Regions from separate parts of the Sus scrofa genome. Here region 1 is linked to region 2. The links are chromatin contacts, called in public HiChIP or PLAC-seq maps. All regions are on one chromosome and are shown on one strand. The core of a region is the stretch at or near the end of the contact, and the rest is flanking DNA. Distances in the headings are between cores, read along the strand shown.

Region 1 (5,972 bases), core at 1,817-4,316, 560 kb before region 2:
TGAAGCCAATTCCCTAGGGCTCTAGAAAGCTAGCTAGGACATGGTAAAAAATTAAGGTAAAGAATACAGAAGAGACAGATTCAGCTTTCAAACGAACATTAACATTTAATTTGAGATTATCTGAAAGAGCGCACTTCTATCTCTTCAAATCCCTATGGCTATGGAAGACAAGGATTTATTCCACACAGATTACAGAAATTATGATATTTGTATATCTAGTATTAGTACTGGCTGGGGACTGTGCACTGTGAAATGAGAAAATGTAATAGACATCCAGTAAGCATTTTGCTCACTAATTATGATTTCATAATTTTGTTAACTTTGTATTCTCGACGTCAGGTAATTACCTGACAACTGACAACCATTCGGTTGCTAAGAGAGATGAGATCAGTTTGCACTTTTTTCTCTGTCTTTAGGAGAATTGCCCTCTTGGGTTTTGCCTCGAAGTAGTAACTGTTACCTTGGTTATCCATGCGGGGATTTATATTACTTGTACTAGAAGAAACTCCCAGGTCTCAGAAAGGAAATGAATTACTTTCAATTTGCACAATTTAGAACAAATATCTGGCTTTTCCTTCAGCTTAATGATTTTCCACTTCACACAACTCAAATATAAGAGCATGATTTTTATAATCAAATTTAACTGACAAGTCTATGCTATGAGTAATCAAGTCGTTCAGTCAATGTGCATCCCCAAAGTGAAGCTGAAACCCAACATGTAAAAGTATTTTCTGCCTGTAACTTTGACCATGTGCAGGAACACGGTCTAAACTTGCTGCAGGAACAGGACTAACTTGGTCTACCTGTTTTTTCTTATACTTTATCAAAGGATCAAAAGCAAAACACAATTATAACTATGTACATCCTAACTGGTCATTAATTTATCACAAATATTGATTTGCCTCATCAAAGAGCCTATTCTTCCAAAATAAGAGCAGTATTTCAATCAGCACCTATGTTTCCTAGTGACAGTGAAGATCTAGACTCTCTTTCCCAGGCACACTTTATAACCTTTCAAGGACAATGTGCTACATCACATTTTAAAGAAATACACCGAAGGAAAAAAAAAAAAGACTTTACTACAAATCCAAGAGGTTCTATTTTTAAAATGCCCAAGTACCTATTACGAAGCCATTGATCATTTACTCTGATTTCATATCAATGTTTTACTGGGATATATCGCAAAAGAACACAAGATAATGCATTTCTTTGTCTACTAAGTGTGACAATGCCCACTTACCCAGGCCTCCTTTTACCCAACTTCTTGCACTAGCCAGCTGCTCTGTTGGTGATTCTCTGCACCTTATATGCTGCTTTAGCACTGTCAGAATACTACCATGGATGGTCCAGAACCCATTAAGAAAATTCCTACTACAAGCAAGGTCTTTGAAATACAGTCCTACACCTATAAACGACCTATCTAGTGCCCACCTTGACAGGAAGAAGACAAATCTACTCTGTCTTCCAGGCTTTCACTTATACAGAGCCACACCTTGACAAACAAGTTCTGTCATACTAGAGGAAAGAGATGGGCAAAAATATAACACCTGGAGTCACAAAATGTAATGACCTCAAATAACACATTTCAGAAAGGGAGGAAACCTAGTTCTGGAGATGGGGGGGGGGGGAGAGGAAAGGGAAAGTGAATCTTCATCATTAAAACAAGAGTAAGAGAAAACCCTCCCCGGTTTTTCCGGTAAGTTTTGTGCAGGAGCAGGAGCAGCAGCAGCAGCAACAACCTCATCAACATGCACATCCTCACCCTTATAAACCTCTAGTCCCCAAATAGAAACTGCTGGTGCCTCTCCATCTTCTAGGGACAGAAACCACCCCCCAACAGGGAGGAGATTTCAGAGGCAAAGGGAGGGGCAAAAACAGGTACCTGGAGCTCCAGCATCCTGGTCTTAGTCCCAGCGACAAGCCTGAAAGTCCCTTCAGGAACGACCCCTAGCTCCGAACATCCCTGGCCTGGGTGCTCCGTGCCAGAGGTGCCCTGAGAGCTCGCGGACCCTGCAGCGCAGTTTTCAGACTTCAAACAACGATGCTCCCCCCACAACACACAGTACCACCAGCAGCACCACCACCGCGCTTTCAAGTCATGGCCCTGGCTTTCTGACCCTTTAGAAGGACCTCTCTGTGGGAGGACAAGTGATGTCTGGTTGCCAAGAAGAGACACGTAGCGGGCTGAGTTGCTGGGAGTGGAACGAGGGTGGTCATGACAGGGACTCTTTAGGAAAAGCCCAAAACGGGGCAACTGAGACCCCAGTATCAAGCACCCTCACTCCCACCCCCACCCCACCCCCACCCTTCGCCCTGAAGGCGACTTCTCCCGGGGCGGGCGGCGTTGGCAGCTTTGTGGCCGGGATAGGGATGAGAGCGAGCCCCCCCTCCCTCTGGCCACCGCAGCCCCTCCAAAGGGACCGCGAGGGTGGGCGCAGCCTTGGAAGGTCAGCGAGGCCAGAGCTCGGAGTTAACCCGGGGCCCTGAGAGTGAGTGTGAAGGGGTGAGGATGAACGTGAACCCGCGCGTGGGCCCGACCGAGCGGCGCCGGGCCAGAGTGTCCGCGGGGGTCAGGGGTACTCCTGCTGCCGAGGAGAGGCAGCGCACCACACCCCTTAGGCGCGAGGGCCGTATGGGGCTATCGGGGCTGCCAGGCTGAGAAACTTAATGCCAAACAAGACTCCCTCACCACCCCCCGCCAGGACGTGACCCCCCCCACCCCGCTCTCAGACCCGCTCCAACGCCTGACACATTCCCCACCGCCTCCCAGACCACCCTGGCCAAACCCCCCACCCGGCCCTGGGAGCCCCGGCGGGTAATTACCTCTCCTGGAGGCGGAGTGGGGGGCGGCAGCAGCAGCAGCAGACACTTTTAGCCTGACTTTCCGGCGTTCGCGGGTGAGCGTGTGCGCGCCTAGCGAGAGCTGTAACCTGCTATTTATAGACCGGAGCCTCAGCACCCGGGCTGGGAACCCGGAGGAAGCGAGCCGGCGGCGCGGCGGCGCAGGGCGCAGGGCGCGAGCGGCTGCTCCCCGAGGCGCCCGCGCCTCCCTCGGGCTCCGGGTTCCCGCCGCGCTCCCCGCTCGCTCCCCGCCCCGCCGCGCGCGCCCCGGAGAAGTTGTCGCCGGCGCGGCCGCCTCTCCCCTGCTCACATGCTCCCCTGGCACAATCGCTACTTTCTCCCCCCGCACCCCCCCCGCCCCTCCAATCCCACCCCTCCCTGCTCCTCTTCCTCTTCTGCTGGTTCCCAGCGGTCTCCTCCCAATGTCACCGGCGCCCGAACAGAGGCAGCGACGGCAGCAAGAGTCGCGCAGCTGGCGCAGCTCGCCTCCCACTACCGATGGAGTGGAGTTGATGTCCCCGCCGCCCAACCTGAAATGACCCCAACAGGCTCACTCTGTGTACCGCCACCCCGCACCCCGACCCTCTGCTGGGCCCCTCTGCCAGCGGGGACGGTCCCTAGCCTGTGCTGCCAGGAGCACCGCTGCGGAGCGGTGGTGAGAGGTGACCCGAGGCCGCCACGCCGCGGCCGGGGCCACGGAAACCACAGGGGTTTTTAAACGGCGAAAGGGGGCGCCCCAGAACCGGGCTCAGTCCGGGAGGGTAGGGAAGCGACGTTCCCCCCGTCCCCGCCCCGTTCCCCGGACTTCTGCCTGCCACCACTCTGGGACCTGTCTCTCTTACTACTCCTCTGCCTGGGCCCGGACTTAGGGCGGAGGAGACCTGGGCAATGGCGAGGCTTCCAGCTCAGCGCAGCCCACCGACCACCCGCCGCAGTCCCCACGTCTCTGCTCGGGGACTGAGGCCGAGCTGTTCCCCACAGGCGTGTGTCACGCCTTTGGCAGCCCCGGCGCGTGGAGACAAATCTACGCTCTGTCTGTTTGGGTGTCAGGAAAACAGGGTACGTAATCGCGCAGTCTGAACCGAGGCTAAAACTCCCTCACTTCCTCGCAAACAAGCCCACGGGCGAAGGCAAGCTGCCTGGCTATTCCGGGTTGCGGGGTGTGGGGCAAATGCCTCTCCCCATCTGCGCCTTACAGGTGCCACCTGGCGGTTCTCGTGGAGAGGTATTGACTGAGCTGCTCAAAGGTAATGGTAAAGCTGGGAATGCCAGCCCCAGTCCAGGCAAGCACCCTCGGTAAGGGCACTTTTAAAAGATAATAAGGCGGAGTGAGAATACCAGTATGCTCAGGTTACATTTGCCACGCAGAGAGACTGGAATCCCAAAGTTAGGATGGTAACATCGATTTGGGTTAAGTCAGGGCTTAATGTTACACCAAGTGGGAAGCTGTAGCTGTCCCCACCTGTCACCCCTGCTGTCACTTCCTACTCTAGGCATCCATTCTCTCCGCAAGCATTTCACTGCCAGCCAGCAGGTTAGAAGCTTTATCAATGAGAGCAGAGACTTTGATGTTTGTTTGTTTGTTTGTTTTTTCCTATTGCTCTTCCTCAGAACTTGGAACAATGCCTAACGTCCTAGCGTCAATAAATGTTTACAAAAGGAATTAAAAAACACTATGGGCCAGAAACTGGGCCTGGCCCATTCTCCCCTGCGGCCCTTCCCTGTTCTTCAAGCTTTTTCTGGTACATTCAGCCACCATCACAGGAGAGCTGGAGGGAGAGAAGGGGGGACAAAAGGGACAGGCAGTCTACACAGGCCCTGTGAGGCTGTGGCTCACACCGGAGGGGCCCATTACACAATTAAATTTCTCCTGCATGAGGTGGTTCTCAACACACCCACTTGGGGGAAAAAAAAAAACACCTGTGTCATACTTGCGGCTTGAAGCAATGGATAAATCCTATTTGTAGAGATCTGCTGGCAGAACGAGACAGCTTTTTCATTGGACAAGAGTTTCAGCCTTTTCTTAAAATACAGAAAGGGTGAAAGAATATCAGAACATCAGGGTGCCAGAGCTTTGCCACTCAGTTCAAAAGACATTTAACATATCTGTCCTCTAACTTTAAAGGGAGCTCTGGGTGTGTGTGTGTGTGTTTGAAGACTGCCAAAGTTCCAGAAGTACTAAAATGTTCCTTCCAAAAGACAGAGTTGTAAAATAGATGCAGCAACTGGCTTTGAGAAAATGAACAGTTAAAGTGAGATACCCAGAAAACCCTCTTGTAATTCAAAGCCAGACATAGATCATGCTGACCAAGACCTTTTCCAGACCATCTACAGGACTGCTGGGGAAAGGCTGACATACCTATGCATATCATCTAGGAAGTTTAAATTCTGGAGCGGGCGCAGGGAGGGAGCAGAGAGAGAAAGAGAGAATGAATCAGATGCATGTACCACATGACATTTTAAAAATCCATCCACAGCCTGATATTTACCTTTTTTTAGTTATTTGGTGGTGTTTTCCTCAAATAAGCCTAGTGGATTCAGATGTTTCTATGGCTTATTAAACTCATTCAGCAGCCACTTTTACAAACCTTGAACTTTAAGCCACTCGTGCCCCCCAAACATAACTCCATCTTCTGATGAAGGACAAAATATTTTTCATTTCCTTTTGATATATCTTTATAGGGCCGGAGGTCAGAGGTGACTCTCAGTAGTTACCTTGCTGTCTAAAGCAAAAAAATCAAGCCAGAATCTGCAGGGCTGGCATCACACCCTCCTTTTTCAGTGAAGTAGCTCATACTTTTTCATTGTATAGATTCATTTTTCCTGGAGAGTTTTTTTCAGGTGAGGTCGGTGTGGCACAAGGAAGAGTGTCCACTTTTGTGAGGCTTTTCTGTGAAAAGTCTCATCTAAAGCATGGCGCCAAGTATGGCATAGGGATTTTTTTAACCATACTTTTTTACTTATATTAATGATAACTTTGTAGATCAAGTCAGTTTTCATCCCAATTTTTAAAAACTTATCATTGGAAGGCTTAAGTTTGACATTCATACATTAAGATCATCTTGTGTGTGGGTGGGTAAGTGTGTGGCTATAATTCATGGGAGATGTTATTAGAAGTTTGACCCAACTTA
Region 2 (6,160 bases), core at 1,074-3,573:
AGACGCAGCTCGGATCCTGTGTTGCTGTGGCTCTGGTGTAGGCTGGCAGCTGTAGCTCTGATTGAACCCCTAGCCCAGGAACCTCCATATGCCTCGGGTGCAGCCTTAAAAAAAAGAAAAAGAAAAACAATTGAACAGGTAATTGATCTTTCATATGGAAAAAAGAGAAAAAAGGAAAGAAAAAAATAAAGAGAGAAAAGTAGGGAGGGAAGAAGGAAGGAGAAAGAAAACAGAATGGTAAGAATAGAAAATATATAGGAAAATCCTTGAGTTCATTAGAATATTTTTTAAAAGCTATTAGGATGAATTGGCAATCATCTTTTAAAAAATTTTAATGGGAGTTCCCGTCGTGGCGCAGTGGTTAACGAATCCGACTAGGAACCATGAGGTTGCAGGTTCGGTCCCTGCCCTTGCTCAGTGGGTTAAGGATCCCGCGTTGCCGTGAGCTGTGGTGTAGGTTGCAGACGCGGCTCGGATCCCGCGTTGCTGTGGCTCTGGCGTAGGCCGGTGGCTGCAGCTCCGATTCAACCCCTAGCCTGGGAACCTCCATATGCCGCGGGAGCGGCCCAAGAAATAGCAACAACAACAACAACAACAACAAAAAAGACCAAAAAAAAAAATTTAATGATGTCTATATATTTGCATATATTCTTCACATCTTTTTTATCAAGTTTAAATGTTAATTGGAAGTTTCTCTTGTGGCACAGTGGTTAAGGATCCAGTGTTGCCCCAGCTGTGGCGCAGGTTGCAACTGCAGAATGGGTTAGATCCCTGGCCCAGGAACTTCCACATGCCGCGGGTGAAGCCAAAAAAGCAAAGAAACAAATTTATATGTTAACCTAAATAAGAGCACAAAATAATTTTCCTTAAGATGTATTTTCATATATTTTTGAATAATCCAATGCAGTTCAAAATACAAAAAAAAAAGCATAAAGCATTATGCATCAATAAGTATCTCTTTCACAGTATTTGTTTTTCTAGATGTCCACTTTCAAAGTTGTGTTTACAAACGATCTCATAAATTTCAGTTGTTCTTTCTCCCTGGGCTTGTATTTGCAGTTCCAGCAGCTATGCATGTTTGTTATTTGGTGGACATCGCCCCCTTGTGCATAAAACTGAATCTGCAAGGTAAATCCTGACGAAAAGTGGAATCAACTTGTATATTCTTTCACAAAAAGTACAATTGTAAGTTTCTTGACGCCGTATGTTCTGTCGCCATACCTTCAGTGACTCAGTTATGACAGCCCCAAATATTAGTCCTTTTCTTTAAGTCCTCAGTGAAGATTTCCCCACACTTGCCTTAGTGATCTCATGTGCATTTTGTGCTTTTTTGTCTCCAAAGTATTCTCACATCCATATTTTGTTTAATTAGAACAGGAATTATTGCCCTCCTTTTCTATTGAGATATAATTTACATTCCATTTTCTACCCACTTAAGGTGTTCAATTCAATGGTTTTTAGTATATTCAAAGTTGTGCCATCATCACCGCAGTTTATTTTAGAACAATTTCATCAATTCAAAGAGGAACTTTGTACCTATTAGCAAACACTACCCATTTCCCCAACCCTACCTGAAACCCTTGACAACTGCCAATCTATCTTGTCTCTGTAGATTTCCCTTTCCTGGACATTTAATATAAACGGCATATATATAATACAATGTGTGGTCTCCTGCGACTTTCTTCTTTCACTTGGCTTGGTGTGTACAGGAGTCATCCATGTTGTAGCCTGAATCAGTACTTGATGCCTTTTCATAGCTGAGTGATAGTCCATTTCAGGGATGCCTCACATTTAATTATCCATTCGTTACGTGAATTTTTTCTGCTCTTTGGCTGTTAAAGCTAAAGCTGTTACAAACGTTCAGCGGTCTTCCTTTTGCAGCTATAAAATGGAAATCTTCTCAGCTGAGATGATCATTCAAAGGCGTGCAACAGGAGGAAGGAATTGTCCTCTCAGGACTTCACTTTGCCACTCACAACACCACTCCGGCCATGGGGTCAGCCCCTGCCCCTGAGAGCTCCTCACACCCCTAGTCTCCTCAGCCTTCCTGGAATTCCTGTTGCTGTCATCTCCGGTTCTTCAACCCTAAAAGCATCATCCCATCAGCTACCCCAGTCTCGCACCCCTTTCCCTTTGCAACCTTCCCTCTGATTCTCTGAAAAACTTTATCTTCCCTTGATACTCAGTTTTCCTTGATGGAAGGTAGGCTCCCCTGAGGATACCACTTCCCCAACTCTTTCAAGTAGAACTATTTCCTGTCCTACCCCAGGACCTGGGAGCAGGAAGGGAGTTCCCTTCCTCTCCAACACTGCTTCGAACAAGCCTCCCTCCTCTGCCCAAATCCCTAGCACTTTAGCTTAAGACATCACTGTTCCTGTTGCTAAGACCTAGTGACTCCTGGTTACCCCTTGTCATTCAGTGCTCACTCCCTCTTGCCCTCTCGTCAACCTGTAAATCGCTGCCTTCTCCTCTTCTCTGTCCCTTTCAAGGCTCTGGGTGACTTTCATATCCTCCTGAGCAGTGCATACAGAACACTGGTTTCTCTCAGTTTCTTCACCTCCAGTGACCTTTTCCTCCATCTGCTTCAGCCATCCGCCACCGCTTCCACCCAAGATCTTGTGGAATCAGACCAATTCACCAAAGGAAAAATTGGCAGCATTGACATAAGCCTTGTTACTATGAATAAAGCTTACAGTCTATTAACAGCTTTTGAGGATTTCCTGTGACATCTTAGATGGTTTTGCGCCGCTTTTAAGGAATGTGCAATTCACATCTGTTCTGGCACCCTGTTTTTTGTAGCTGGAGGAACAGGGAGCAGAGAGAAGATGGAGAGAAGTTGGAGAGGGGGCTGGGCAGCTATGGAGAGGTCAGACTGATGGCCAGGAAGGTGGAGGAGACCGGGAATGTACCCAGGAAGAGGATGTCACTGCAACGCTCATCACTGTCCACACATTTCGTGATGTATTTGATTGTGAGGAATCCTCATGAATACATTTTTATAGCTCTTACCCTTTTACCTTTACTCATATAATAAATGTTCCTCTTTTTAAAGACCATTCTCTTCTCTTCCGTCCCTGCCTTTGTTTACTCCTAGGTCTTTTCTCACCTGGATCTCTTCCGGGGATCCCCTGGCTCCCCTTGGCTCTAGTTAGGGCTCCACTCAGCCTCCCAGGTGGCTTTTTTTATTGAGGTATAATTGATGCACAGTATTAGATAAGTGTAAGTGTACAACACAGTGATTCACAATTTTTAAAGATTGTGTTCCGTTATAGTTACAATAAAATATTACCTATATTCTCTGTATTTTATACATAGTAGTTTTTGCCTCTTAATCTGGTATGAGGTGATATCTCCTTGTAGTTTTAAAGTGCATTTCTCTGATCATTAATGATGTTGAGCATCTCTTCCTGTGCCTTTTGGCCATCTGTATGTCTCCTTGGGGGAAATGTCTATTCAGATCCCTTTTTCCATTGGGTTGTTTTTTGCTGTTGAGGTGTAGGAGCTGTCTTTGAAGGCTCTTCCCCGTCTTTCTTCCTCTACTTTGATTCACCCACATGACCCTGGCTTTTCTGGTTCTCCAGGTCTATTAGGACCTCTGTGTATAACACAGAGAATATGAGCAATTATAGAGATTTCAGGCTGTCCTGGGAAGACTGTGGCCATCCGAGCCCTGCCCCAGAGCCTGGGGTTTAGCTGACATGGAGGAAGACACAAGACACGTCTAATATTCATTTTGAGGCAGCCAGAGCATTCCAGATAAAATTTTCATTTAAAAGTGCAAACATGAGAGTTCCCGTCATGGCGCAGCGGAAACGAATCAGACAAGGAACCATGAGGTTTCAGGTTTGATCCCTGGCCTCTCTCAGGGGGTTAAGGATCCAGCATTGCCATGAGCTGTGGTGTAGATTGCAGACTCAGCTTGGATCTGGTGCTGTTGCTGTGGCTGTGGGGTAGGTCGGCAGCAACAGCTGTGATTCGACCCCTATTCTGGGAACCTCCACATGGCACGGGTGCGGCCCTAAAAGACAAAAGACAAAAAAATAAAAAATAAAAATGCAAACATGGAGTTCCCCTCATGGCTCAGCAGTAACCCGACTAGTATCCATGAGGACGCTCATGAATAAAAAAAAAAAAAAAAAGCAAACAGATAATCCCCAAGGGACTAGAGCACACAACAGTCAGTTTATCACTTCAGTATAACACTTTATACCATCGTGGCTACAGCAAATGAGACTTCCTGGTGAGCCCGGGGGGTTTAGTCATTATTTTGTACATGAGAGCCCTTCAAAGTGTAGCTTTGATCTGATAAAATTGCAGGGAGAGAGCAAGAATCAAGATATATATTTGAGAGTCCTCACAATATAGACGTATATAGAGTCCTGGAAATGGATGAGGGCACCCATGGAAACTGCAGTCAGAAGAAAGAGACGGGTCACATAACTGAGTCCAACAGATAGGGGTCAAGCAGAGGATAAGGAGTCAGCCAAGGAAACTGAGGAAGAATAGGTAATAAAGCAGGATGGAAACCAGGAGCATGTGGTCTAATGAATGAGTATTTCAGGAAAAAAAGGGAGTGGTCAAAGTGTGAAATCTTATTAGATGCAGCCATTTGATTTGAGCCCCTGAAAATCATTGACTGACACAGAATCTTTAATACAATGCTGGAGACAGAGTATGATTAGGGTGGTCCAGATGGTGCAGAAGTAGAAATAGACTTTTCTAGAAGCTTTTCTATGAAAAGATTTTTTTAAAATATTGAGGAGGAGTTCCCGTCTTGGCTCAGGGGAAACGAAGCCGACTAGGAACCGTGGGGTTGCGGGTTGGATTCCTGGCCTTGCTCAGTGGGTCAAGGATCCAGCCTTGCTGTGAGCTGTGGTGTAGTTTGCAGACGCAGCTTGGATCTGGTGTTGCTGTGGCTCTGGTGCAGGCCAGCAGCAACAGCTCCGATTCGACTCCTAGCCTGGGAACCTCCATATGCCACGGGTGTGGCCCTAAAAAGACAAAAAGACAAAAAAAAAAAAAAAATTGAGAAAAGGTGTGGTATCTAAAGATATGGAAGTGTTTTAGTTTGGGGGTTTTCTGGGGGGGGGCGGGTTAGAGTATTAGACATGAGCCCATGTTTACATGCTCATGGCAAAGATCCAGCAGAGAAAGAAAAAAAACCCTGTGATACAGGAAAAATAAGGACTGACTGTAAGAGGGATCTCCTTGAAATGGCTACAGATTGAATTCCACAAAGACTTTGACAGAAGCAGGGGTACTTCATGTAGACATAAAACTATTCAAAATTTTTACTCCTACTACTCCTTTTGTCAGTTTTGGATTTCATATTTTTCTAGAAATTTGTCCATTTCAAATAAAATGTTCAAATCATTGGCAAAATGTTCATAATGTGCTTTTATCATATTTTAAATGCCAGGTGGCTCTATAGAGATGCTTCTTTGGGTTCCTGATATTTTATTGTGCGTTGTCTTTTCTTAATTGTCTTTACCAGGAATTTATCCATTTTATTCACCTTTTCAAAGAACTAACTCTTGACATTGCTGATATTTAGTGTACATCTCTCTTCTCTTTCATTAATTTTTTTTTTCTTTTTGGGGGGCACCTGAGGCATATGGAAGTTTCCAGGCTAGGGGATGAATTGGAGCTGCAGCTGAGGCCTATGCCACAGCAACAGCCACAGCAACACCAGATCCAAGCCACATCTGTGACCTACACTGCTGCTTGCAGCAACACCGGATCCTTAACCCACTGAGTGAGGTCAAGGATCCAACCTGTATCCTCACAGAGACAACATGGGTCCTTAACCTGCCGAGCTACAACAGGAACTCCATCCCTAATTTCTATTATTACTTTCATAATATCCTTCCTTTTGGTTTGAGTTTAACTTGTTGTTTAATAAAAAAAAATAATTTTTATAAAGATAAGTACTTGGATTAGATAGATCCCACAATTTTGTTTTGCTTTGTTTTGTTTGTTTTGTTTTTAGGGCTGCACCCACAGCACATGGAAGTTCCCAGGCTGGGGTTGAATCGGAGCTGTAGCCACCAGCCTAGGCCACAGCCACAGCAACTCGGGATCCAAGCTGCATCTGCGACCTACACCACAGCTCACAGAAACACCAGATCTTTCACCACTGAACGAGGCCAGCGATTGAACA

Evidence for each region. HiChIP or PLAC-seq counts read pairs in DNA pulled down with a chosen protein or histone mark.
Region 1: an H3K27ac HiChIP or PLAC-seq map of skeletal muscle shows a contact between it and region 2, with 11 times the contacts expected there. The contact joins the promoter of INPP4B here to the enhancer-like site in region 2. A contact is called at or near these places in 9 of 47 Hi-C or Micro-C datasets (embryonic fibroblasts, epiblast stem cells, fetal skeletal muscle and 6 more) and 1 of 2 datasets of contacts at active chromatin or transcription factors (skeletal muscle).

Annotation. Positions count from the first base shown.
Region 1 is chr8:84,809,176-84,815,147 of Sscrofa11.1, reverse strand. INPP4B (type II inositol 3,4-bisphosphate 4-phosphatase) reads right to left here and starts at 3,066. Exons shown (of 30, transcript XM_021100673.1): 1 at 2,824-3,066.
Region 2 is chr8:84,244,359-84,250,518 of Sscrofa11.1, reverse strand. No RefSeq gene overlaps it. Among named protein-coding and RNA genes, the nearest start is that of SMARCA5, 22 kb to the right of the region's middle. Within about 2 kb of position 2,323, at least 4 of the 83 cell types and tissues checked have an H3K27ac peak or open chromatin away from gene starts, as enhancers often do. A contact at or near this core is called in skeletal muscle, where this site is marked.